Regions from separate parts of the Mus musculus genome. Here regions 2, 3, 4, 5, 6 and 7 are each linked to region 1. Evidence: chromatin contacts called from public HiCAR-type, HiChIP or PLAC-seq, capture Hi-C and promoter capture Hi-C data. All regions are on one chromosome and are shown on one strand. Each heading gives the region's core, a stretch centred on a gene start, on an enhancer-like site or on the middle of the called end of the contact. The rest is flanking DNA. Distances are from core to core; before and after follow the strand shown. Region 1 holds the start of Rsu1 (Ras suppressor protein 1). Region 2 holds the start of Itga8 (integrin alpha 8). Region 3 holds the start of Mrc1 (mannose receptor, C type 1). Region 4 overlaps Mindy3 (MINDY lysine 48 deubiquitinase 3). Region 5 overlaps Stam (signal transducing adaptor molecule (SH3 domain and ITAM motif) 1). Region 6 has its middle 20 kb from the start of Mindy3. Region 7 has its middle 130 kb from the start of St8sia6.

Evidence for each region. Promoter capture Hi-C pulls out the DNA fragments that hold promoters and counts their contacts. HiCAR-type assays count read pairs that join an accessible place to other places. HiChIP or PLAC-seq counts read pairs in DNA pulled down with a chosen protein or histone mark. Capture Hi-C pulls out chosen DNA fragments and counts their contacts.
Region 2: a contact with region 1 is called in a HiCAR-type map of astrocytes, with 5 times the contacts expected there. The contact joins the promoter of Itga8 here to the promoter of Rsu1 in region 1. A contact is called at or near these places in 10 of 39 promoter capture datasets (the 3T3-L1 cell line, the C10 cell line, cranial neural crest and 5 more), 6 of 484 Hi-C or Micro-C datasets (3T3-L1-derived adipocytes, the N1E-115 cell line, embryonic limb bud and 3 more) and 6 of 115 datasets of contacts at active chromatin or transcription factors (astrocytes, bone marrow-derived macrophages, embryonic forebrain and 3 more).
Region 3: a contact with region 1 is called in a capture Hi-C map of macrophages, with 4 times the contacts expected there. The contact joins the promoter of Mrc1 here to the promoter of Rsu1 in region 1. A contact is called at or near these places in 8 of 39 promoter capture datasets (the 3T3-L1 cell line, the C10 cell line, HPC-7-derived erythroid cells and 4 more), 1 of 484 Hi-C or Micro-C datasets (B cells), 1 of 115 datasets of contacts at active chromatin or transcription factors (astrocytes) and 2 of 9 other capture datasets (liver and macrophages).
Region 4: a promoter capture Hi-C map of liver shows a contact between it and region 1, with 4 times the contacts expected there. The contact joins the enhancer-like site here to the promoter of Rsu1 in region 1. A contact is called at or near these places in 5 of 39 promoter capture datasets (the 3T3-L1 cell line, the C10 cell line, hippocampal neurons and 2 more), 1 of 484 Hi-C or Micro-C datasets (B cells) and 2 of 115 datasets of contacts at active chromatin or transcription factors (both in embryonic stem cells).
Region 5: a contact with region 1 is called in an H3K4me3 HiChIP or PLAC-seq map of bone marrow-derived macrophages, with 7 times the contacts expected there. The contact joins the enhancer-like site here to the promoter of Rsu1 in region 1. A contact is called at or near these places in 6 of 39 promoter capture datasets (the 3T3-L1 cell line, the C10 cell line, cranial neural crest and 3 more), 1 of 15 datasets of contacts at CTCF or cohesin (pro-B cells), 23 of 484 Hi-C or Micro-C datasets (B cells, CD4 T cells, LSK cells and 18 more), 10 of 115 datasets of contacts at active chromatin or transcription factors (acute myeloid leukemia, astrocytes, bone marrow-derived macrophages and 6 more) and 2 of 9 other capture datasets (adipose tissue and liver).
Region 6: an H3K4me3 HiChIP or PLAC-seq map of bone marrow-derived macrophages shows a contact between it and region 1, with 20 times the contacts expected there. The contact joins the enhancer-like site here to the promoter of Rsu1 in region 1. A contact is called at or near these places in 13 of 39 promoter capture datasets (the 3T3-L1 cell line, the C10 cell line, HPC-7-derived erythroid cells and 8 more), 3 of 15 datasets of contacts at CTCF or cohesin (the NIH/3T3 cell line, large pre-B cells and pro-B cells), 52 of 484 Hi-C or Micro-C datasets (B cells, the Ba/F3 cell line, CD4 T cells and 41 more), 28 of 115 datasets of contacts at active chromatin or transcription factors (the 230-238 cell line, CD4 single positive thymocytes, CD8 T cells and 22 more) and 3 of 9 other capture datasets (adipose tissue, embryonic stem cells and liver).
Region 7: a contact with region 1 is called in a promoter capture Hi-C map of pre-B cells, with 3 times the contacts expected there. The contact joins the enhancer-like site here to the promoter of Rsu1 in region 1. A contact is called at or near these places in 3 of 39 promoter capture datasets (the C10 cell line, hippocampal neurons and pre-B cells), 1 of 15 datasets of contacts at CTCF or cohesin (large pre-B cells), 10 of 484 Hi-C or Micro-C datasets (CD4 T cells, MC3T3-E1-derived osteoblasts, the Patski cell line and 5 more), 8 of 115 datasets of contacts at active chromatin or transcription factors (astrocytes, bone marrow-derived dendritic cells, bone marrow-derived macrophages and 5 more) and 3 of 9 other capture datasets (adipose tissue, embryonic stem cells and liver).

The regions. Positions count from the first base shown.
Region 1 is chr2:13,269,717-13,273,261 of GRCm38.p6, reverse strand. Rsu1 (Ras suppressor protein 1) reads left to right here and starts at 1,847. Exons shown (of 9, transcript NM_009105.4): 1 at 1,847-2,062; 2 at 2,240-2,351. The coding sequence starts at 2,243. It overlaps Gm13270 (a long non-coding RNA gene), which reads right to left and starts at 1,685. Exons shown (of 3, transcript XR_865976.2): 1 at 1,550-1,685.
Region 2 is chr2:12,300,233-12,303,777 of GRCm38.p6, reverse strand. Itga8 (integrin alpha 8) reads left to right here and starts at 1,834. Exons shown (of 30, transcript NM_001001309.3): 1 at 1,834-2,201; 2 at 2,807-2,940. The coding sequence starts at 1,996. E030013I19Rik (RIKEN cDNA E030013I19 gene) reads right to left here and starts at 2,532. Exons shown (of 2, transcript NR_040353.1): 1 at 2,189-2,532.
Region 3 is chr2:14,227,470-14,231,014 of GRCm38.p6, reverse strand. Mrc1 (mannose receptor, C type 1) reads right to left here and starts at 1,601. Exons shown (of 30, transcript NM_008625.2): 1 at 1,442-1,601. The coding sequence starts at 1,502.
Region 4 is chr2:12,380,947-12,384,491 of GRCm38.p6, reverse strand. It overlaps Mindy3 (MINDY lysine 48 deubiquitinase 3), which reads left to right. Exons shown (of 15, transcript NM_024185.4): 10 at 2,309-2,389. Among named protein-coding and RNA genes, the nearest start is that of Mindy3, 37 kb to the left of the region's middle. Within about 2 kb of position 1,646, at least 35 of the 459 cell types and tissues checked have an H3K27ac peak or open chromatin away from gene starts, as enhancers often do. A contact at or near this core is called in liver, where this site is marked.
Region 5 is chr2:14,128,904-14,132,448 of GRCm38.p6, reverse strand. Stam (signal transducing adaptor molecule (SH3 domain and ITAM motif) 1) reads right to left here. Exons shown (of 14, transcript NM_011484.3): 7 at 3,278-3,470; 8 at 1,331-1,425. Among named protein-coding and RNA genes, the nearest start is that of Tmem236, 44 kb to the left of the region's middle. Within about 2 kb of position 1,583, at least 99 of the 459 cell types and tissues checked have an H3K27ac peak or open chromatin away from gene starts, as enhancers often do. A contact at or near this core is called in LSK cells, acute myeloid leukemia, adipose tissue and 4 more, where this site is marked.
Region 6 is chr2:12,438,146-12,441,690 of GRCm38.p6, reverse strand. No RefSeq gene overlaps it. Among named protein-coding and RNA genes, the nearest start is that of Mindy3, 20 kb to the right of the region's middle. Within about 2 kb of position 1,945, at least 55 of the 459 cell types and tissues checked have an H3K27ac peak or open chromatin away from gene starts, as enhancers often do. A contact at or near this core is called in CD4 single positive thymocytes, CD8 T cells, CD8 central memory T cells and 22 more, where this site is marked.
Region 7 is chr2:13,922,589-13,926,133 of GRCm38.p6, reverse strand. No RefSeq gene overlaps it. Among named protein-coding and RNA genes, the nearest start is that of St8sia6, 130 kb to the right of the region's middle. Within about 2 kb of position 1,898, at least 5 of the 459 cell types and tissues checked have an H3K27ac peak or open chromatin away from gene starts, as enhancers often do. A contact at or near this core is called in pre-B cells, where this site is marked.

The DNA.
Region 1 (3,545 bases), core at 598-3,097:
TCCACTTACAACAGTGAGAGGGGGTCAGGAAACAACACAAATCATGCAGAAAAATCAGCCAAGGTCTTCAGGCTTGAACATGAAATGTTAACTAAGATCAATTACCAAAAAAGACTCTTGCCTGAGGAGCCAACAAAAGTAGACTGTTGAAACAAACTGACTTAGCAAACAGAGGTAAGGTTAAACTTATTGTCTTTAGAGCTGCTGAGAAAAAGAAATATCCATTAGAGGAAGAAGGGAAGGTCATGATGCAAGAGATCTGCTGTGGTCATCATAGCTGCGTGGAGGATGAACTGAACTGGGGTGAGGGAAAGTAATGTGAGGGTGCAAAGAAAGGCGGCAGTCTCCAGGCTAAGGGGGCAGGGTAGGGGTAGAAGACATCAAATCTTCCTGCATTTGACTTTGGGCTTCCAGCCTTCAGAATTATGGCGTTTTGTTACACCAGCCCTAAATGATGCTTTAAACTTATATAGTAAAACTATCTCCATCAGAAACAGCCAGAGAAAAACTATCAGTAACCTTTCAAAAAGCACTAATAAATATTGATGCTTTGGGCTTAGAGGGCTCACAGAAACTGAAACTGCATCCACAGCTTGTATGAGACTGTGCTAGATCAGTGCTCTCAGCAAATGTCTAGCTTAAGAAGTGATGAGGCAAGCCGGGCGTGGTGGCACATGCCTTTAATCCCAGCACTTGGGAGGCAGAAGCAGGCGGATTTCTGAGTTCGAGGCCAGCCTGGTCTACAGAGTGAGTTCCAGGACAGCCAGGACTATACAGAGAAACCCTGTCTCGAAAAACCAAAAAAAAAAAAAAAAAAAAAAGTGATGAGGCCTGGACAATGCAAGTTGCCTGCATTGCAAGTATCATCGTTTCATCTGAAGTGTGTTTAAGGAGAAATTTCTGCTTTCAAATTCAAAGTGCCGAATCTTTTTCTAGTACCTGCTTGGCTCATTGCTTATATATGTGTGTCTAAACTTCTGCACGTCTGTCTGACTGCTTATCTGTCATGTACCTAATGCCAGAGGAATAATTCTGGAATGATTTCCTATTTAATAGTGTGAAATTGTCACTAAGATTAAGTTTTTTACTGGGTCATCAAGATCTAGTCATTAGGAGGTAGAACCCAGAGGGTCAGCAGAAAGTTTATCTATCTATCTATCTATCTATCTATCTATCTATCTATCCATCCATTCTATTTGAAGAAAGTGGGAGAGTTCTAAGAGCCAAGATTTCACGGTTCATGGGTGTAAACACCAACTCAGACTTCTGACATAGTCGTGGTTTACTGTTAGCATCTAACCCTAAGGGAGATAGATTCCAGTTCCCAAGACCAAAAGGAACGGAGCAAAACAGTTAGATACAGAAACCTGTGAGTTACCAGCTGAGGACATAAGTTTCGGGCGGAATCTTTGTCTTCAGAATCTTTACCATAATCCAGACCTCATACCTCCACCAGGTCTGCGACAGCCAGGGGCACACGAGGGACTCACGGTAACAACTCTCCGTGGGAGGGGACCGGCAACGAAAGACGCAGGACAAAAGAGAGTACCTGACTTGTGGATTTCTCAGGACGGAACTCCAAATCCCTCAACACAAGCTGCATTCTAAGAGTCTACCTCGGTACCAGCGACCAGCTTAGAATCCCCTGCTTCCGCCCACAGAACTTTGTCCTTCAGCTAGCTTACTGAGCATGCGCAGAATCTAGATCACATGCACTTGCTGAGTCCAATTCAAGTTCCAAACTCAAGAAGATGGGCGTTCCTCAGCGTAGGGCGGAGTCTCTGAGACTAAAACGTGTACGATTGGTCCGCCTCGGGGTCCACTTTCTTCAGTGGGCAGAGCCTCGCCTGGAGCCACAGCTGGGAAACAGTTCTCCTAATTTGGGAAGTGTCAGGCCGGGAGGGGCGTGGGGTTGGCCGGATTTTGTGTGCGCCTGCGCGATCGCTGGGACAGGGTGTGTTCCTGCTGCGGGATCCTGTTTTCGGCTGATCCAGTTCATCGCTCTCCACCCGAGTTTCCCTTGCAGGTCCCTAATCACACCCACCAGGTGTTGCTCGCTGCGGTGAGTGTGCGGGGTCCAAGTCCTCCATTAAGGACTCCATGGTGATACCCATTCTCCCCTAGGCAGCCCTGGAGAATTCAGCCTGGGCCTCTGCTCCTTTCCTGCCTTAACCTGCCCCACAACCCCCAGGCTCCCATTTTTGCCATCATCCACGTGCTTTGTTGTCCTTTGCTACAGAACATGTCCAAGTCACTGAAGAAGCTGGTGGAGGAGAGCAGGGAGAAGAACCAGCCGGAAGTGGACATGAGTGACAGGGGTATCTCCAGTATGTTGGATGTCAACGGCTTGTGTAAGTTCTCTTGGACAGTTGCTAAGTTTGTAAGTAACTGCTCTCTTGGGAGGCGAGTTTCGGAAGCCTGCCATTCCACCTTTGCTCGTCACTTGGTCACTTGTCAGGAGCTTGCAAACCACAGTTAGTTCTGCTGGGACTGGTGAACCAGATGAGAACGTCACACGAGGTGTGCTGCAGTTCCTTCTCAGCGGGTGAGGGAGCTTCATAGCTTTGAAGTCCATCTTCCATGTAGTGTCCCAAGTAGCCATTTTTGTTTGTAATTTGGAAGTCACGTTTTACTCTATGAATCATGAGCTGGTGGTACTCAAAAATTACATGCATAGTAAGAATTCTTGTGCCAGTAGTATTTTCAACATTTTCCTTCATTACGTATTCCTGGGTCATTCTCCCATTTGTGTTCAGGCATTGCTCAATCTTGTGATCCAAGCTCAGCACCCGTTTAATCAGGGTGTTGCTTTCAGCTGTGAACTTATATGACTCTTACTTTATTGTTTTTTTCTCATCTGTAAAACCAGACAGGGAACTCAGTACAAGTGGGAATGGTCATAAACTCCATTGCCTGTGCCCTTCTCATGGGCATCTCCTCTTCTCCACATGGAGACGGTTATCCCCATGTGTAAATGCTGCATCACTATCGCCAGATTTTGTGTTGAGAATTCTAGTGTCCACTTTTTCATGATCTTTAAATTCTGCAAACTAATTCTGGTCTTTGAAAACACTTTTTAAGTAAGTCACCACGCTTCTGTAGGTTCCTGTGACTTCATTTGGATCCTCTGAGAGCTTAACTGTTGAGAGTGGTACCCCCACATTCCTCAGCGGGACATACAAGGTCTGATTCTGATCATAAACCGATCCCTTCCATGCATTCATTCCAAGCGATGTTGAATAAGCTCCACTGAGTGACCCTGAGCAGCCAGATCTTCCTGACTTGCAAGTCTGTTGTCTCCTTATCTATATGCCTTTCCACCTGACGTCCCTTAACTTAACTGCCAAGAGTCAGCTCAGACATCATAGCCTATGAAAAACGTTCTCTTTCTATCTTCCTGTGTGAACCCACCTTTCTACAAGGCACAGATTGCATAGCCTTTAATTAATTAATTTTTTAAAAAAGATTTATTTATTTCATATGTGAGTACACGGTTGCTCTCCTCAGAGACACCACAAGAGGGCTTCCATTACAGATGGTTGTGA
Region 2 (3,545 bases), core at 585-3,084, 970 kb after region 1:
CAGTCAACTGGTCTACCACCTACTTGTAAGCTCTTATGCCTCGTATTGGGCAATGTAATTAGGAAATGATGATGTGATGGCTTGACAGGGAGCCTTGTGACAGACTGCTTGTTTTGATTTTTAAATAGGGACAAGTAGAAACACAAAATTGAAATTACTCTACAGAGTGGGTTATGAAGGAAAATGGATGAGAAACCATTTTTTTTTTCCTAGTAGGCTGAGATTTTTGTCTAGTCTACTCAAATTGTATCAACCTTCTGATGGGTCCCCCAGTTGTAGGAAGTGGTACTAATTATTCTTAGATGAGTAAGTTGGCATCTTATTCATCCACTCACTTCACTTATTTTCTCCTAAGTAGGTAACTTAAGACTCAGCTTAGATCCTTTCTGCTGTGCATCCTCCCCCAATCTCAGCCTTTTCCTTAACTTTCATGGCCCTTTTCTCCTTTTGTCTTGTCAACCAGGTTGGGATTCCCTTGTCCATCCCTGCTTTCTTTTTATTCAGATGACTTGCCACTGGACATTTGAATCTCTGGTGCCTATCATATTTCTGCTTTGGCTACTTTTGCCTGGATCCCTGGTCTCAGGATCCATCCAGCCCTATTTCAGACCACTCCTTGGATACTCCTTTTCACTACGATCTTGTACATGGTCATCTAATGCTAGGAGATTAGTGCCTTCAGTGTTTCCCTCATCTGCTTCCGGGAGGTCCAAATCTAAGTCTCCTATTCAAATTCTTGTCTACATCTAAATTTGTTTCCAACTTTCCTGAAATTACCCAGAAACAGCTTGCCCCTTCTCTGTCTCTCTCTCTGTCTCTCTGTCTCTGTCTCTGTCTCTGTCTCTCTCTCACACACACACACACGTGTGTGTGTGTATATATATATATATATATATATATATATATATATATATATATATTTAACACAGCCTTCTCAGGCTAGTCTTGAACTTGTTAGGTTAGCCCAGGCTGTCCAACAAAAGATCCTCTTATTACAGCCCCTGCCCCCAAACAAAACAGTGTTGGGATTTCAGGTATGTGTCACCATGTCCCACACTTCTTTGCCTACACTTAAATTCTGTGTGACCTCAGAGTCATGTTGTTTTTTTTATCACCAATCTATGTCCTGAAAAGTTTGTATTTATAAAAAACCATTTATACACACAGTTCTAGTCTGCTCCCTTCACCTTCGGGCTCCTCGAAAGATCAACAACTAGTACTGGTGAGGAAGAGATCCTGTTGTCTCAAACTTTCACTCCCAAGCCCTGCTTTTGAAAACTGTTAACTGCAGCATTTCTGACTTTGCAGTCCTTCATCACAACCTCATAGGATAGAGGTTTATACCAAATCATACAATGTGCCAGAGATGCCCTTGAGAAAGACTGAGAAAACCTACAGGATTTTTGTATTAGTATGTCAGCGGAATAGGAGAGGAAGAGGGTTCTTACATTCCATTATCAAATCCCATTTACTGAGGAAGAAACTGATTTACCCTCAAAGGTAGAGGTGACAGCCATATAACCACTCTTTTCTGGAGTTGGTATACTCTTTTGTATGCTTGTATCCGAGCTGCGCAATATTGGGAAATCATTAAATTCTCGCCGCATATGGAACACCGCTTCTCCAAAACAATGACTTGAGGTGACATCCATAAAATTTAGATGGTCCTTAAACTAGAGACTCGAAATCTAGCGGGCTCAACAGGCACTTGCCCGGTCCTAGACCGCAAGCTCCGTCCTGCAGCCTGAGAACTAGCCGCTAGAGGGCGCGAAGAGCGCGCCGGCCCCAGCCAGGGGCTGGAGAGGGTCGAGCGCGGGATCCGCTGCTGCAAGCCCAGAGCAGCGGGGTCGGCGGGCCGCACAGGGCGAGAGGACTGTCACTGTGGACGCTCCTAGCTCACCGACCCGGGACACCGGCCTCTGGGGAGCGTCAGGCCTTCTCCTCTGGGCTCCACGGCTCCCGATCCCGGGTGAACAGCGTTCGGGAAGGAGGGCGATGTCTGCGGGAACCCACTGTGGTCCCCCGGGGAACCGGGCACCTCCGTTCGCGCGTCTCTGTTGCGTCTCGGCCGCGCTGGGGATGCTGTGGTCCCCTGCGTGTCTGGCGTTCAACTTGGATGTGGACAAGCTCACTGTGTACAGTGGCCCCGAGGGCAGCTACTTCGGCTACTCACTGGACTTCTACATACCTGATGCGCGCACGTAAGTTGCTGGGTTGGGTTGGTGGCTTGGTGGCGCGCGATTCCAGGTCCTGTCTCTGTCTCTCAGAGGTCTCCGCAGCCAGGAGGAAAGGATGTCTGATATTTCAGGCAACTGCCCACTCCGGGTCGGATTCTGCTCTTTGCCTGCTACCAACATCTTTCCTCCTGACTTATGCTAAATAGATGTGCCCATGAATCTGGGATTGGAGATGCTCCACTGGTATATAAGTTCGGATTCAAAGACAAGAGCATTATACAAAGGAGAGAGTGGGGCGGGACAGACTCAGGTCAGTTTTAAAATAAGGACCGCGCAGTCTGTTCCTACGGAATCTCATAGCGCCTTAGGTTGCAGACAGTTGGGATCTGCCTTCCCCATCACAGTCTCCACCTACCTCCACCTAGACAGGCAGAACCATTAGCAGCCTCTTCCAAAACCAGGTTTCTGGTGCTCATAGGCTTCCAAAGAGGAAATCAAGTTTGGCAGTCTTTCCACAATAAACCTGTTTGTGCCTGCCGCTGCTGCCGCAGTCCGGTGGGCATGCTTCTACAGACTGGGCACACGGGTAAATGTTCCCAGAGGAGTGACTTTCTCCAATCTCTTTGCAGAGCCAGTGTCTTAGTGGGGGCACCCAAAGCCAACACTAGCCAGCCGGATATCGTAGAAGGGGGAGCTGTCTACTACTGTCCCTGGCCCTCAGAGAGGTCTGCACAGTGCAAGCAGATACCGTTTGACACCACCAGTAAGTGATGCTAACCTGTAGTGTGGCCCCTGGTTGAAAAGAACCAGAGCCATTCCTCGCGGCAATTTAGTGTTCTTTCCCCCCCTCCTAATGTAAATCTGAGTGTTTGGATGCATCTGGTAACATCCGTTTCCCTACTGTTCAGAGGTGAACACTAGGGGAGGAGGTGCTTGGGACCAGTAGAAACCCACAGCTGTGAGGGGAGGGGAGCACAGGCTTAATACTTGGTTGGCAGAGGCAGGCTGGTGTCTGTGAGTTCGAGGCCGGCCAGAGTTACAAAATAACCTACACTATAGAGAATCGGGTTGGTCCTCAAATATAGAGGTGGAGACTGATAAAGGACTCGCTTGGAGTATTTGTAATTCTCTAGTTCCCAAGTCCGGAGGTGAGACTTGCCCTGTAGTAGATCCAGACTGCAACCTGGGGTGCTTGACATTCTAATTCTTTACAGAAAGAATTTTCTTTCAAAATACTGGACATTAGATGCAAAATACTACAGGCAGAGTGTGGATGGATTATATTCATTTCCAAAAATCCCCCAGACAGATGTTTCTTATTTAATTAAAGGGAAAATACCATTTCATCTGCTGTTTTTAACTTGGATC
Region 3 (3,545 bases), core at 352-2,851, 960 kb before region 1:
GAGTCCTTTAATCAGCTGTTGACTAAGCAAATGTTCTGGCTTTATCCTTAGGGACTTGGGCTATTGAGACCAAGAGAAGATAAAATGAGCACAGCTGACCCTTAGACCAGAGGTGGCTCAGCAGATAAAGGTGCTGCCTGCCAGGCCTGACAACTTAGATTTGATCCCTGGGACCCACATGGTGGAATGTCTTCTGACGTCCACATGAACTTCTATGGCACACTCACACCAAAATGCAATAAGCATAATAAAACATTGTTTTGAAATAAATAAATGGTAAAAAGAGTCTGAGGGTGTGGATCTACCACAGATTACAAGTCTAGAATCCAACCCCCAGTGAGGAGCTGAGAAATCACAGGTTCTCAAGTAACACAAAGACATCTGGATCTGGAAGGGACTCTCCTGTGCCCATTTATATTCGCCTTTTACTCTCTAGAGAGAGCTGAAAGACCTCACATTTTGTGTCCCTGTAACTGGGTCCACCAAGTGACCCACAAGACCTCACACTCTGTCCCAGTATTTGTAGTCACGAAGAGAACGGCATTAGGGAGGCATCCTGCTGTCTCAAGGAGGGAAACATTCCTAAGAAAACTGAGAAAATCTTTATCATACAGTTCCCTAGAGAATTTCCTGGCATCAGCGTCACCACAGGACTTCGGCTAAGACCAAGGGTACGAACTGTGTCCAGCAGGCTTTAGTTGTCTGATGGAAGTGAAGGGTGTTGAAAAGCCAAAATAGTCTCGAAATAGACCTGGGAGTGCAAACTCTCCCAGTCCCTTCCATACTGGTGCTTAAGAATCCAGAGAAACGCTGACTCAGCAATGCCCTTGCGCATCTAAAGAGCCCTGATCTGTTCCTACGGACATATCAACCACTTTCAGACTTCAGCATCGAACACATCCACCTGTGAGACAATATGAACAATTCTGGAAGCAGAAAAGGGCGGACTTTCTAGCAATAGAAATTATGAATGAAACGGCTCACGGGAAAAGTCGAGTGTGAGAATCCCCGCGTCCTCTCCTTATCAATTTGCATCTAGGACGAGGGGCTGCAAGTTCCTCTTTCCCCACCCGAGATACTCAGCGCTATCTATTGGGAGTAGGATAGCAACGGCATAAACTGGAAACTAGAACTAGGGCAAGCAACAAAACAAGAAGGCATTGCACAAACCAGGTAGAAATACCCAGACATGATGTCCTCAGGAGGACGGAGGTGCTGGGGGGCTTCATCTTGGACAACATCTAACAACAGAGAGCAACAGCATCGCCTGACTCTAGCTCAACTCCCACCCTGGTGTGTTCAGGTCAAAGCCAAGTGCAAGCTTGATGAAGGTCAGGTAAAAACACAGATCGCTCAATTCCTCTTCCAGATGTACACAGGACTTTTAGCATAAACTTCAAACAAAATGGTATGCAAAGCCCCCACCTCAAAACAGACTTACCCAATAGCTGAACAGAGACAGGGATGACAGAGATAAAAGCCAGAAGCAGGAGAAGCCTCATGGCCCAGAGTGGATCTTCCAATGAGGGAGAAGAGGGAGACTGGGAAAGGCAAAGAATACAACCAGGTCCCCAGGTTGCCCCTTTGCTCAGTCCAAGGTCTGGGAGCTGCCTGACTGAAAAGGAGGACAGAGGAAGCTGTCCCTTTTAAAGGACTCCTGAATTTAGGAAAACCCTCCAATTGAGAGATATCCTGTCACATGGGGGCGGTTAGAAAAACAGGAATTCAAAGTTACAACTTTGCTTCGTAAGCTAAGGCACAGGAGGAAGGGGAGAGAGGAACATGTGTAGGAGAGGAGAAAACGCAGGAAGTGGGGAGAAGTGAGGACCCAGGCCATGAGCAGCAGGGAGAGGCAGCCCTGCTGAGCTCTCCACAGGTGCTGGGCAGTAACCAAACGGAGGCCATTATCTGGGTGGGAAAAAGTCTCCAGGAGGCAGCTGTGGAGGCTCTCACCCACAATTCTACAGTCAGAAAGGGAGGACACTCGCTGGAAAGCATCAGAAGCTCTTCCTGCTCAGGCTTAGAGCCCGAGCACCAACACACACACACACACACACACACACACACACACACACACACACACACACTCCTTGGAAAGGATCAAAGGTATGGTTCACGTAGAGTTTTGCCCCTGTCTCTAGAAGGAAAATGACAGAAGTTAATTTTAAGACAACCTCAATGAAGCCCAGGGATAGAAAGTTCTAGCAGCTTTCCTTAGAAAGCCAGAGGAAATAGTGGCAATAGCTTTGTTGTCGGTTCGCTGCCAGGCCTCAACCATTACAGTCCTCAGAGTTTGAAAAAGGGAAGACCTCTCTCTCTCTCTTGCAAAAGAAAGCCTGGCTTGAGTCCAAAAGTTGCTTGTTGATTCGATGACAGTGGGGTTTCGTCTTCATGATTTTGCAGGGTCGTTCACAAAGCACCACACAACCCACCTAAACACTGATTTTTTTTTTCCAGACGTTCAACAAGAATTAAGAATATTTAGAAATGGATATTTGTGGTTAGTCAGGGAAGACCTGAAACTGGAGCGTGGGAAATGTCATCGTTTCAAAAAGAAGCTCTGGAAACACTGGCGACTTAGAAGTTGTAAACAGATGGTTTACCTTCAAGTGAAAAGCTGTTCAGACCCATCCACGCTGAGGCAGGTACACACTCATTTCCCAATAAGCTGTGGTTTCTCTCAAGAATTTTCTTTTTAAAAAGCCTAAATTAGGAAGATTCTGAGAAGGGACCCACCGTTCTTTTTCATTCTATCAAGGCTTAACTGACAAAGAAAATTCTCCCACAACTGGTGAGAGGCTGCAAACGTTTCCTTTTCAATCACTGCGTAACTGACTTATCACAGGAACACCGAAACAGTCTTGCGTTTGTAGCGCAGGCTGGCCTTGAATTCTTGGTTCCTCTGTTTTGACTTTCTGAGAGCTGGGATTATAAGTGTGTCCCATCATGCTTGCTGACCAAAAAATGTTTTAATTGGTCTTTTAAATGCAAGCCATTCAAATTGTTTTGCCTAATTGGGGTTTGCTTTGACTTATTTGAAGAGGAAAAAAAAGAGTTAACTGAATTGCAGGCATCTGTATATCCATGGTTTTATTATGTCAACGTGTCTTACATGCACAGGAATAAAATCAGAATCAGTAACGAGACGCTGGATGTGATATAAAGTGAAGTCCAACATCCCACAAAGGATTTGTCTCCATCATTTTTATCTTATTGGAAGATTTTATCAGGTTAGGAGGGGTGAGCAAGTCAACACAAATCTGTAATTTCAGGTAACGGAGGAAGAGGAATTTCCATAGGCCTTAAAACAATCTTTGTATTGCCAGGAACTGTGGGAAAATAGCACGTTTTTCACTTCTGGTGTCTCTTCAAATCCTTGAAGCATCCATTTCAGAGCTCGGGTTTTTTTTTTTTAATTATTTTATTTATTTCCATTTCAAACATTGCTCCCTCCCTGTCCTCCCTCCAAGAGTTCTTCACCCCATACCCTTTGCCTCTGAGAGGGTGCTCCCCCACCACCCCCATCACCCTACCCCCACCCCAAC
Region 4 (3,545 bases), core at 397-2,896, 890 kb after region 1:
AGAATGAATTGGTATCAGTTTTATCAGCTATCCTTAAAGGAGACTGACTAGTTTATAACCTGGACATCAAACCCAATAGTCGGTGTCTAAAATGCTATAGGTAACCTCAGCAGTATGCAAGTTCTCAGCCAACACGTATTTACTTACGTTTCACCAGATAATTAGGGGAATGGCACAAAGGGAATGAATTATGTTTGAATAAATGTTATAAATCTAAACATTTCTCCATTCTCTGAGAGTGGAACAGATTGCTTTCTAATAATGACACTATCATTTAATTTATTTTCAGCATATATATTTAGGTACATAAATGAAGCAATACCTATTTATAACCTTTCTACACACACATGCACACACCAATAAAGAATGATGCTTTTAGCGGTGTGTTTAAAAATAAGAAAGCATAACTTATATCTCATAAAGATCACCATTTTGGATGTATATGGTTCTGTGGATGTTGCTATATTTGTAAAGCTGTGCAACCATCGTCCTTACCTAGTTCTGGAAGGTTTTCCTCACATACACACACCCCACTCCCCCAAGAGTAGGTCTAACCGGGCAGCCACTCCTTCTTCCTCACACCAGAAATCACAGTTCAACTTTCTGGCTCTGTGGGTTCCTTCACCTGTGTATTAGTAATTTCTTTCTTTCTATGTTGAGACCACTCTTGTTTTATAGTGTATCAATCTGTTTCCACCCATTAACTCATAGATGTTTCAAACTATACATTAAAAAAAAAACAAAATCCTGTTCCTATTGTAAAACTTTAAATGTAATTTGTCCTGAAGAATAGAGTAGCTAGAGTCTTCTCTATTCATTCTCTCTCTCTCTCTCTCTCTCTCTCTCTCTCTCTGCCTTTATAAGGAGGCTTTATCATTAATTATTTACCTTAGTAGTCTCAGGAAGAAGAACAGATTAGCCTAGTCTAACATGATTTGCAGAAGCAATTGTTCTGATTGCTAAGAACTTAATTTGGGTGTTTTTAATACTTAGCCATCTAACCCTTTGAACATAATTCAGAACTATGCATCAGCCTCTCCTTTTCCCTTTACGGCCACACCTACCTCCCTTCATTATGGAAATATCTTCATGATTCATATTTAAGACTTCAGAGTGATAATTTCCAATTTTAGCTGTTATAAATACTGCTACTGTGAACATTTGTCCACATATTATTTTTATAGCCATATGTTTTTACATTATGGTGTACTCAGGATTAAATTGCCTGGCCACACGGTAATTCTATTCAGCTATTAGAGCACTTTGATTTCCAAAATAAGGACAATGTTGTGTACTGTGGTGACTGATTTTATGATCAAATGCACCATTAGTTCAGCGGTTTCAACTATAACATTTTACACCCCCCTTTTAAACCTCTACCTTAAGTGAAGCACACTTGCCTTTTCTAAGAGAAATTAAGCAGCAGCTAGAATGTCCAGTCTGTGACTCAGTCTAGGTGCCCGGGCAACTGTTTGTGATTCTAGCTCTGCAGTTGGTGCTTAAGTTCAGCCAGGCCCTGCCTGCCACCATGCACCTCTCTGTACTCTCTCAAGCGAGGTCTCTTGTTGCTCAGCTCCACAGCCACATCGACTAACTGAGCAGCTGCCCTTTCCTCACTCATTTCCTCTCCACTGCCCTCAAAGGAGCCTTCCTATTTGGTGGGCATTCTGTTGCATGTTAGCGCAGCTGACTCATCCCTGCTTTCATAGGGCAAGGGAACTAAGTTTTCTGCCATGAATACAAGAGTTCCTGTTTTCCACCTCATGGTGAGAGTAAATTCCCAAGGGCTGTTGTGCTGCTAAAATAGGGGCTGCTGGCTAAATAGAAAAGGATAATGTGCCCTGAGTGCTGTAGGTCATTTCTTACAGTTTCCCAGTCTGAGGAGGAAAAGCAAAGGAGATTGCGAAGATTCATTGTTTTCAAAGGAAGTGTCCTCATGGAAGTGTAGAGTCAGTTGGTGTAAACATGATAGGCTGTGTAAATCTGTCTTATGTGCTCAAAATTAAACTTTTTCTCAGTCACAAATGAAGTGCTTAGAAGCTTTGTGGCACAATCTTATATAGGATTTCTTGATCTAAAGTCCTCATTTCCAGCTGTGACACATGTGTATGTAAGATCTGCATTGCAGTGTCTGGTTTAAAGATGCAGTATAAGCTTAGACACAGGTCCTGTCTGCACTTACCATCTAACCTCTGTGGTAAGAAGTGTTAATGAACGCCTGTTATGTTTCACATATTTCTGCACAAATATTTAAGGGACAGCATAAAATCTTTCATTTATTTGTTTTACTTTGCTGAATTTATTCTAGGTTGGTTCTTACTTGAAATCTCCAAAATTCCCTATTTGGATTGTTGGCAGCGAAACTCACCTCACCGTATTTTTTGCCAAGGTATGCTTATAGGGGACTTTTTTTTTTCCACAATGATATTAGCCAAACAAGTAATATTGTGAGTCCATATTTAGTTTGATCTTTGTGCAGATGAAAATCCAGCCAGTAATAAATGGAATGTTTCCCAGAAATCTTATCAGTTCACACTACAGAAAACACTGTTGCTTTGCTCTGGGGTTGGAGTCACCTCAGTGAAGTCCTTCCTGACTCCATTACATGTCTTTATCTCTGCTGACTCAAGAGCTCTGGCTTTTGATTTTGTTTAGAAGTTGCTGAGATGTGGAAGAAACCATTTTAGTTTTATTTTAGATTCTTACATAAAATGGTTTCTAAATCTTTCTTTTTAACAAGACGTAATATTTTCCACAGTGGGGTGGTAAAAGCTTTGGCATCAAACACCTTCATTTAAACCCTAGTTTCTTTGCAACATCTCTTGGGCTCTTTTCCTCTGTGTTTACAGTAGGGCTTTTTAACAGTACCTAGGTCTTAGAAGTGCTGTCAGCCTTAAATCTAAGATATTTAGTGGTGTCTAGCACAAGACAAGTGCTCATTACTCTATGAAAAGTTTTCCAATGTCTCTGATGCTGTTAAGAACAAAGTGTCAGAGCGTGGACTGATGCGGGCAATGTAAAAGTGTGTCCTTGAGGTTCCTTACTCCAAGAGACTCTGGGAGTACGCGTTTCCCAGGGTAAGGTCCCGTCTCTAAGAATTCTATCACTTTCACTGAACTGGTAACCTCATTTTTATTTTATTTTCTTCCTGCTTTTATTGTGTTAGCCAGCGTCCAGCTTACAGCTACAGAGTAAGGTACATGTTACTTTTCCTTAACCTGGAAACTGTATAAAAGTACAGGCCACCATGATACATGAGCGTTGTTGTTCATTTCCCTTTCAAATTAGGGAGGATAAAATCAAACTCAGAAGCAGGAAACATATAATTCCGAACAAATATTTCACTATATATTTCTAGAAAAGATAATCAGTTTAAATTTACATGGATAGTGTATTTTTAAAACAATTACTTTATGTCCAACCCTATTCTTTAGCATTAGGAAAACTGATATGAAACTATACAAGTGTATTTGTGGAGGGGGCACTTGAAATTTTGGGGAAGGGCTCTTATTATATAGCCAGGGCTGATACTGTACAAGAATCTT
Region 5 (3,545 bases), core at 334-2,833, 860 kb before region 1:
TTTACCAATGGAGAACTGAATTAAAAAGATGGGTATCAAAATTCTTAGCCAGACAGTGGTGACACACACCTTTAAAATCCCAGCACTTAGGAGGCAGAGGCAGGCGGATTTCTGAGTTAGAGGTCAGCCTGGTCTACAGAGTGAGTTACAGGACAGCAAAGGCTACACAGAGAAAAAGATGGGTATCAGGATCTACCTCTACAAAAGTGAAATAGGACAACTTGGTAGCAATGAGAAAGGACCATTTTAAAGGTCCACAATTTCAGACTTGCTAGTAAAGGCTCTTCTTCACTGTTAACATGCATGTCCACGCCATATATTCTAAGAAGATGTATACAGTATATATTGTGGTTAAGATTCAGTACCAGGTGCAAAACAGCTACAACAAAGATTCTTCCTTAAATTTTTTGTCAACTAAAGAGGAATAACAGACCTTGTGGCATTTAACTAATTTTGAATCTTTCTACCTATTTTACAGAAAGAAAAAGTGAGAGATCCTGGCAGATGAGCACAGATTAGGAATTTATATATAAAAGTTCTTTTAAGATCCTGAACCTTTCAGTCACTAACCGAAGTCTTTCCACACTTCCCGTTTGTCAAATGATTCTTAATATGAAGATTTATCACAGCACAACTATGTACAGACTCTAGAGACAGGACACAGCACTATTAAAGGGCCCTGGCAATGTTATCTCCTACTTACATTACAGCTGCCAGTACTACTTCTCTACGATCACATTTGTTTTGTTTTCAATTTAGCAAGGTTTGAAATCAAACACAAAAGTCTTTATGTGACTGATTATATAAGATTTTACCTAGTTTCTGCAAATCTGACAGAGTGTGGCCATAAAGTGGTTTACGGGCTGTACTGAAAAGTCTAAGACTGGACAGCAGAAACACTCAGGAAACAGAGTCTGTAATGCTGCACTGCATTTGCCACGCTTTCTCGGGGATGAGAAAAGAATTCACAGTACAAGACTGCTTCGTGTATTTGTGCCTTTTATGGCACCTATTCAGAAGGAGAGAGAACAAATTCTGGCAGACGTAGATTATTTCTAGTAAGGATCTTTATTTGACTTTTAGAAACAAAGTGTGATTGCGTAGCTCTGAGTAGCCATCACTTGGCTGTGTAGCACCACTCCTTCATATCCTGGAACTGCAGGAGTGTTGGGATTACAAGCACGCACCATAATGTGCACCTTGGAATTTCATTGTTAAAAAAACCTAGAGGCAAAACACTTAAGTCATTTCCCTATAAAGTTGAGCTTACTCAACTTTCATCAAGATTATGGATAATCTACCATCTACCAACAGACTGAAAAGTACTTACTCATTTCTGGTTCAGCAGTAAGATCTGCAGTTACAAAATTAGAAGGAAAAAGCCCCACGCCTTGATGGGTTTCACCTTTCCACCAGTTGGGATCACTGTGACAAACAGGAAAAGAGTGTTTCATCATTAAGAAGGGCTTATTCTGTAGTCCTAGCATTTATCCTGCACTATCACCGCAATCCAGTAAAGGAGAGAGCAGTCTCTTCTCGCAAACAGCGAGTGAGGAGCTCCTGCGGCACCCACCATCCGTTAGTGAGGTTCTAAGGCAAACAGGAAGTGAGCCTCACCCACAGAAGCTTTTATAGCTGCAGTTCTTTCCCTCACAAGGTCAGTAAATCTTCGGAGAAGCAATAAAAAGCTAGGAACAGTGTAACGATTATAATCCGCCATGCTTTCCTGGTACTATTATGGTCTCGCATGGATTCCTAACAATACAGCAGAGTTTCGAATGTGGATTTTAGTTGTCTGTCTTTTGTTGCTGTTCTCATAAATAAGAACCTAAAAAATGTTTCAGTTTGTCAAATCACACGTGTAATGTTTATATGTAAACCTTCATATGCCAATCCCTACTGAGCTCCTGACTGTAGGCAGTTTCCCTGCCATGGGTTTTATTTTCTCAGAATCAAATACTCTATTTCAGCCGTTAATGCCATGGGCCTTATACACTTCTCCTTTCCAGCTTTGACACTGGTTATCAGAGCAAATCAAACAGGGTATTATTTATTTTCAATGAGAAATGTTTAATATTGTTTATTTCCTTCAGAATGTTAGAAGAAGTGCAGATCTGATGCATTATCTTTCAAAAGTAAACAAAGCTTGCATCATTCTCAACTTCAAAACCACAAAAAACAGAACAAACAAAAACTATGGACTCTTTTCCCCAAAAGAGGCCCTTAGGCGTACTGCCTTGAGTGTCAGGAGTCACCTGGGCTTCTATGTAAGAGATCTCTCACGCTACCCATAGCATATAACTTGAAACAAAACTGTCCCCGTGCCTTCCGTGGAAAAAGTCAGCAAGTGTTTAATCAACACTTTTCCAAAGAATTAATGACCACATTGCAATGCTAGCTAACGAGCCCAAGTTTTACATCAGTTTGTCTGCTTTATGAAAATATTAATGGTCTGAATGTCTATCTTCCTAAAATCCACGTGCTGAAATCTTGTCAGTGTCAGAAGGGGGAGTTTGGAAGGTGACTAATTCATGAAGGCAGAACTTTCTTCAATGGAACTGGTGACCTTATAAGAGTCCTGATCTCTTCTTTGCTCCTGCTGCTACATGTGAAAGCATGGTAAGAACACAGCTGTGTCTCAACCAGAAAGAGCCCTCACCATTTTCCAAATCTGCCAGAGCTTGGAGTTTTCAATCTCAGAATGTGGATAAGTAAATTTGGGCTATTTAAAAAGACTACAGCAATAAAATTTAAAGTCTTTTATAAAAATAACCTTTATCAATCCAAATTCATTTTTAAAAAGCAGTTACAAATTCTAATGCTTTATGATTCACTTTACATACAAAATCATGTGGGTAAACTCTAAAAACACTGATATTGCGTAGTTCTCCCATGATACCATAAGCAAAAAATTATTATGTTTTATATGGATATATGGTTCTGTATGGATACTATCAAGAGATCATGAACTTCTTCAAATAAACCCACCATATCTTCTAAAACTTTAATCTTTTAAACAATTTAACAATTTAAATTATTGGATGGAGCAAAACAAAACAGGTTTCTAAAACAAATAAAAATTATTTAAGTAACATAAATTAGGGGGAAATTATACTACAAAATGAGTCTGTATAGTTTGAGGCAGCAAGTTAACCATCATCTAAAACATGTTGTCAATATTTTGACTATGTTTGGGAATGACATTCAGTAAGATATTAAAGCAAGGTTATTAGGGATATACTTTTACGAGAGTGTTCAATGTGTAACTAACTGTTACCTGTCATCAAGGACTGTAATGATTTCTCCAGCTTTAAAGGTAAGCTCATTATCCTCAGCGGCTTCAAAATCGTACACGGCGCGGACTTTCCTGCCTTCGTGCTGGTGGTTAGTGAGGAGGTTAGATGTGCTGGGGTACAGCGTGGACACGGGGGCTGACTGCTGCCTTTGCTCCTTCAGGGACAACTCAATAGCTGCAAACAGTGAGAGTTTAAAGACCACCAATGTTAATACAGCCAATAATACACTGGAAGTATTATTTTCCAATA
Region 6 (3,545 bases), core at 696-3,195, 830 kb after region 1:
GAAATGATTTTTCATATGTATATTCCAAACATGGTTCCTCACCCCCATCTTCCCCGTATTCTCCACACCTCCCCTCTCATCCAACTCCAAGCCTTTCCTCTGACTCTTGTTTTCTTTTTGGTTTTTTTTGTTTTTGTTTTTGTTTTTTGCTGAGTCAGTCCTCTGTCTCTTTAGGAAGCTCACCCTAGTCAATTACCTTCATTTTCATTCTTTATTCTTTGTCTATGTGTCTAACACTCTATTCAATTGCTCGAATCCTTCGTCTGCATTCTAGAATGATGGTTTCCATTGGCCATTCCAATGCTAGATTTATTTCTACATATCTTTCTCACCTCTTTTGCATATGTTTCATCTTGTAATATCTTTAACTTATTAGTGACCCTCTCCCTACTTCCCCTCTTTTGTGACATGCCCCCTCCTTATTTTTTCATAACAGTTGAAGATTTAACTAATATTTCATATTTTTATGAATTTTCTCCTAAACGAAGGGATGTGGACAAGGCTCTGAGATTTATTTCCTCGATTATTTTCCAGTGCAACTGAATTGTCATCTTGCAGATCCACAACCCCTTCTATGACCTTAAGCCATAGCAAGTGAAGCTCTTGCCTTTTATCTTTTATGTAAGTTACATGAACTTCAGTTATTAACTGTAACACATGTATATAATATCTATATCCACTTTTCTCAATTGATTTGTGTAAAAAATAAAAACAAGCAAACAAACAAACAAACAACAACAAAAGACCACACTTGCTGAAGCACAGCTTTCCTGTTTCACATAGGATGGCTAGCCATGAAGCTTTCAGGATCAGCCTGCCTCAGGTGCTCACTGCAGGGGTTACAGGCTCGTGCAGCCATGTCTGTCATTCTATATAGGTCCTGGGGTTTCTAACTCAGATCCCCATGCATTCAGATTGAGTAGCCTTACTCAGTGAGCCATCTCTCCAGCCCTGGATGGATGAGTGGATGAGAATACAGTCTATCACCCCAAACAAGTTGGATTAGAACCTGATATTCAGAGTACAGTGGCACATAAGAATGTTAACAAAAGACATCTGGAATTTTCTTTCACTCTCTTTATGTCCAGCAAAAGCGTATTTCTCATTCCTGATATGTCAATTCAATTAGAAAAAAAAATTCCAGATATGAAAGTCAAAGATATTCTGCTCCTGTATGTCACTGCAATGAAGACAGAGAAGTATTGTGGTACAGTTCATAGAGAGCAATACACAATCTTCAATGTCTCTGCCATAATAAAAATGACATTTGAACTATTCCTTCTATTGCTTCTTTCTCTAAATTCCTTCCCCCACTCTGCCAGGAAGTAAGCATGGCTAGTGGCAGTTGAAGTTCAATCTGCCCATACACATTGTGTAACAAGAGAGCACATGACTTGCAGAGACTTCTTAGTGGGTGTTCTAATGTTTCCTTTGAGTGTAACTTCTGAAAACTCAATTGTGAAACAAGAACTTTCAAAGAGCTCAGTAGCAAGAAAATTTGAAAATAAATCCTAACTTAGTAAAGTTAAAGAGAGTGACTTTAAGATTATCACACACTTTATTAGTAAAATGTGTCCAATGTGTTGATTACATTATGTAATTTATACCCCATAGCTCAGGTTTCTGATTCTCGATATATCTTATTCATCTGTTTTGTGACTGAATTTTCTATATGCTTACCTGTTCATCTAATGGATCCAAACTGCTTCTAAAATTAGTTTGGACCCTGTCTTGGTATTGCGACTGTTGACATTTCTGGGCTTGCTAAAGAAATACATTGTTTTCCATTGCTGTTTTTCAGATCACCCAAATCAACAACACAGGACTAATTAGTTTAGAAGATCTAATGGTTTCTGAAATCCCCAAGAATCATTACACGATACCTCAAGCAGTCTCTCTATGACTTGTGCCAGCTGCTTCTTAGTCTTCTGTGCTCACACTGTGGCTTTGAAAACCCTCCTTAAACAAACCTCGTTTCCTGTTTCTGTAGGGAGGGAGGATAGAGGTCTGAGCAGGATAGGGCTTCTGCACTTTTCTCTGTGCTCTCTTTATGGCCAGGAAGATGGGGTAAACAACCCCAAGCATGTATCTTGCAGCAACATGAAAGCCATCTCCACTGTGTTGTTCCTGGGAGCACTTGACTACAAAGAATTATCTGGCACAGCTAAGATCAATGTTACATTTTAAAAAAAATTTTATTAGGTATTTTCTTCATTTACATTTCCAATGCTATCCCAAAGGTCCCCCATACCCTCCCCCCCCACTCCCCTACCCACCCACTCCCACTTCTTGGCCCTGGTGTTCCCAGGCATATAAAGTTTGCAAGACCAATGGGCCTCTCTTTCCACTGATGGCCGACTAGGCCATCTTCTGATATATATGCAGCTAGAGACACAAGCTCCGGAGGGTACTGGTTAGCTCATAATGTTGTTCCACCTATAGGGTTGCAGATCCCCTTAGCTCCTTGGGTACTTTCTCTAGCTCCTCCATTGGGGCCCTGTGATCCATCCAATAGCTGACTGTGAACATCCACTTCTGTGTTTGCTAGGCCCCAGCATAGTCTCACAAGAGACAGCTATATCAGGGTCCTTTCAGCAAAATCTTGCTTGTGTATGCAATGGTGTCAGCGTTTGGGGACTGATTATGGGATGGATCCCTGGATGGCAGTTTCTAGATGGTCCATCCTTCTGTCTCAGCTCCAAACTTTGTCTCTGTAACTCCTTCCATGGGTGATTGTTTCCAATTCTAAGAAGGGGCAAGGTGTCCATACTTCGGTCTTCGTTCTTCTTGAGTTTCATGTGGCATTTGAATAAGAAGAAATGTAAGTATGAACTGGATAGATCTTTGTTTTCTCAGGATGGAAAAAAAAACCTAGAGGTCTTTTTATTTCTAGCACACAGCAATATTTTAAAAATCACAAGAGGAAAAAAATAAGATTTACTATAACCTAAAAATATTAAAGCAAATATCAGAATATTTAGCAGCCTACTAAAATCTTATTTTTGTTTGTTTTATTTGGAGGCTATTAATTTCTCTTTAGACAAAAGAACATTCACATGTCCTACAGTTTCTACAATTTTGTACTGGAAGGATACAATTATTTTATAATGTAATTTGAGCACATACATTTTCAAACTCCTAAATCAAATCTTGTTACAAAGCAAAGGCAGTAACCAGATACTCTTTAAGGATGAGGTGCTTACAGAGCCAACTGATGCTTTTATTCATTTTTCACTAAATTCAAATTATAATCCAATGGCACCACCTGTTGTTGAGATGGCAGAATTGACCTAAGTGACAAGATTACATACTGAAAATCAAATCCAGAAGGCAAGCATAGGCCTTTGCTTGCTGGGACATGACGTAATGAGACAGTTACATAGTGATTGATTTACTTGGACACCGCTCTGACCATGGCCTTCAGTAGAAATGTGCAGGATGTCTTAAGGACCCATCATTGTATGAGCATAAGAGAATATATGATTAAGACTAGTTTCCCCTTATGTATTCAAGTGTAGGCCATAGAAGATAATTATTGCTAACAC
Region 7 (3,545 bases), core at 649-3,148, 650 kb before region 1:
CTCTCTGTCTCTCTCCTTTATTCTTCAAGGTCTCTCACTAAATGTGGAGCTCACCAGTTGTCAGGACAGGTTGGCCAGCAAGCTCGAAGGAGCCTGTTTCTATCTCCCCTCTACTGTGATTGCAGGCATGTGCCATTGAGCGAGGTGATTTATGGAGGCCCTGTGGCTCTGAGTTCACACCCTCATGATTACATTTCTAGTTCTTTACTGATTGAGCCATCTTCTCAGCCATGTAGATCTTGCCCTACATATTGCTTCCCTGGTATCCCACAGATTTGCATATATCACATTTTACTATCCCTAGGTTCAGATCAGTTTCTGTTTTCCCCTGTGATTTCTTCTTGTTTCCAATGTGCATGCTATAATGATTTTTTTAAAATTATTCATGGAATTTTCTAGTGATGTCATTGATTTTTGGGTCTGATTTTTCTGAAATCCACTCCATGGGCACAATTCAGATTCTTTCAAGGTAAAGAACTAGTTCATAGGTGTCACAGCCATTTATTATACATAAAAGGATGTTCCTGTTTTTGCTAACTTTAAAAACAGTCACAGATGAGTGTGTTTAGTGTTAAAGCTGTACCAGTTTTACAGGGTGTATATAGGATTGGACTGCATCCCCAACATGTTCTTGAGGCTTGGTTGTCAGCTGATCATCCTCTTGGAAGGTGGTGAAGCATCAGGAGGCAGAGCCTAGCTGGGGAAACTATATTGCTAAGGGTTCTCTTCAGGGGGTAATTACATCCCTAGATCATCCCTCCCTTTCTTCTTCTCTTTTTGCTTCCTCACCATGATAAAGGAACAGCCTTACTCTGCTCTGTATTCCCTACCCTGATGTTCTCCCTTCCCTCAAGCCCCTGAGCAGCAGAGCAAGCTGAGCATCAGCTAAACCCTCTGAACCTGAGAGGCAGTTTCTTCCTTCAAGTGGAGTCTCTCAGATATTGTGTCATAGAGATGGAAAGCTGACTAACACAAGGTTCTTTTGAACACTGCAGTATAGAGAAGATATCTTATGTATTCTGGGATAGAGCCAGGCAAGAAAAAATGTGACATGATGCACTCATGGTACCTGAACACAGGTAACCAGCCTTGTGGCAGAATGCAGGTTAAAATAATTGGGTTATTTTAGTTATGATCTAGTCAGAGTAGAGCCTAGCTATCTGGCTGAAGTATTTGTAAATACATTTTGAGTATGAGTCTTATTTCTGGAAATGTAGGTGTGGAGGAAGAACCAGGGCTTAACTGAAACAAAATGGCACCCACATTGGGACACAAACCCATGGCCCTGAGATTAAGAATCTCATGCTCTACCAACTGAACATTGGTGGTTCAGTGGTGGAATTCTCACTGGCCATTCTGTTCTTGCCACATTTTTTCCCTCACACCTCCCATACTTAGCTTTATCCCAGAGTTCTTTCCCCTCTCAGACATCCCACCTTCTATTTCCCACCTAAGCCAATGGCTGTAGGCTTTTTAATTGACAGGAGATGTGTCTATACAATATGTAAGATATTTACAGTGCAGAGATCTTCTGTAATATCTACACAGTTCTTTTAAACAAAATGGACCATATTTTGAGAGAGGTTGAGCTTTAGAGGGCTGTGCCAGTGAACACACTCTAAGTTCCCTTTCTTGTGCAAGGTTTTGAGCAAAAATATAGAGGAACAAAGACAGAAAAACATTTGTAAGACTGTAAGGTTGTTAGGATATAGGTAGAAGGCAAAGGACAAAGGAAGAAATGAGTTTCTTTTTTGATGAATTGACTGTGGTGGTAGGTATAATGTGGAGGGGGAAAAATCTAGGCATCTCATTATTTCTGCCCAAGGAAGCAAGGATGTATAGAGGTGAGAGGGTCAGGGCAGGAGTGCTTTCTCTGGGCATAATAGGAGTGAACACTTGAATGAACATCACCTCTTGATGAAAATGAAACAAAAGTGTGTGTCTGTTTGGAAAGAAGGGATTTAAAAATAGAAAGAGAGACTGTGTGAAAGGGGGAAAGGAAGGATGAAGAAAGTGAAGTCTACACAGAGGAAGAACATAACCAAAGGAGAATGTTGGAGACATGACTAAATAAAAAACAGTTTCCCGTCCATCACACCCTTGTCTGGGCTTATTTTCAGTGCTTGAGCAGGAAATGTCAGGGGAATTTGTGGTACATCTGTCAAAACTGTCAGGTTTGTCTTTTGGATAGCAAACATCCATACTTTATCTTAAAAATAAAGTTAATGTTCTTCCATAAAAAAATGAGCCAAGCACCAATAAAGCTAAGAAAGAAAAATATATATCTCTAAAGACTGTTACTGCCTTTCAAATGTTAGTCTATTTCCTTTAGATATTTTCTATATGTTAGGCTTTGATGTAAGAGGACAATATACTAAAAACAGTATATACTAATCACTTTCAAAACCTTGCTTCCTTATTTTAAAAACATGCATCTTGACACAGGGGAACTTGCAGGGTGGGTAATGTTCTTGTTGTGAAAAAATTTGGGTTTGATTTAAAGAGAAAACCAACAAATAAAGAGGCATAGTTGCCTCTCTCTCACCTCTAACTTTGCAGTGAGAAGCAGAGACAGGGAAGTGAAAACCCTGTGGCTCACTGGCCAGCCAGCCTAGCCTCAAATTTTTTGAAAGACTATTTCAAAAGGTGGCAAAGAGTAGATGAGAAAGACACCAATCATTGACACCCCTCTCCCCCATACAGAGAGAGATAGAGGGAGAGGGAGGGGGAAGAGAGAGAGAGAGGGAGAGAGAGAGAGAGAGATCTTCATCTCAACATAGCATCAATAAATATAGAAAATAAATTTAAATAGAAAGGGAAAGTGAAGATTGCTAATAACTCCTTTAGAACTTTATGTTTTCTTGAAGACTAATTTATTTATGGTTTTATACCCTGGTATTTGGTGAGCTATTTTGTTTGATTTTTTAAGATTTAGTTTTATTTATGTGTAAGGGTGTTTTTCCTGTGTAAATTTAAGTGTCCCATGTGTGTGCCATGCTCAAGGAGGCCAGAAAAGGGTATCAGATCCCAGAAGACTGACATTAACAGAGTCCCTTAGAGGAACAAGTGCTCTCTTTTTTTTTTATTGGTTATTTTCTTTATTTATATTTCAAATGTTTTCCCCTTTCCTGGTTTCCCTCCCTCCAGGAAACACTCTATCACATCCTCTCTTTCCTGCTTCGATGAGGGTGTTCCTCCACCCACCCACCCACTCCAACCACATCCTCTGCTACATATACAGTTGGAGCCATGTGTACTCCTTTGTTGATGTCTTAGTCCCTGGAAGCTCTTGGGGGTCTGCTTGGTTGATATTGTTGTTCTTCCTATGGGATTGCAAACCCCTTCAACTCCTTGAGTCCTTTCTTTAACTCCTATATTAGGGACCCCATGCTCATCCAGTGGTAGGCAGCAAACATCCACCCCTGTATTTGTGAGGCTCTGGAAGGACCTCTCAGGAAACAGCAGTATCAGGCTTTTTTCAGCATGCACTTCTTGACATTCAAAATAGTGTCTGGGTTTGGTGTTTGTATATGGGATGGATCCCC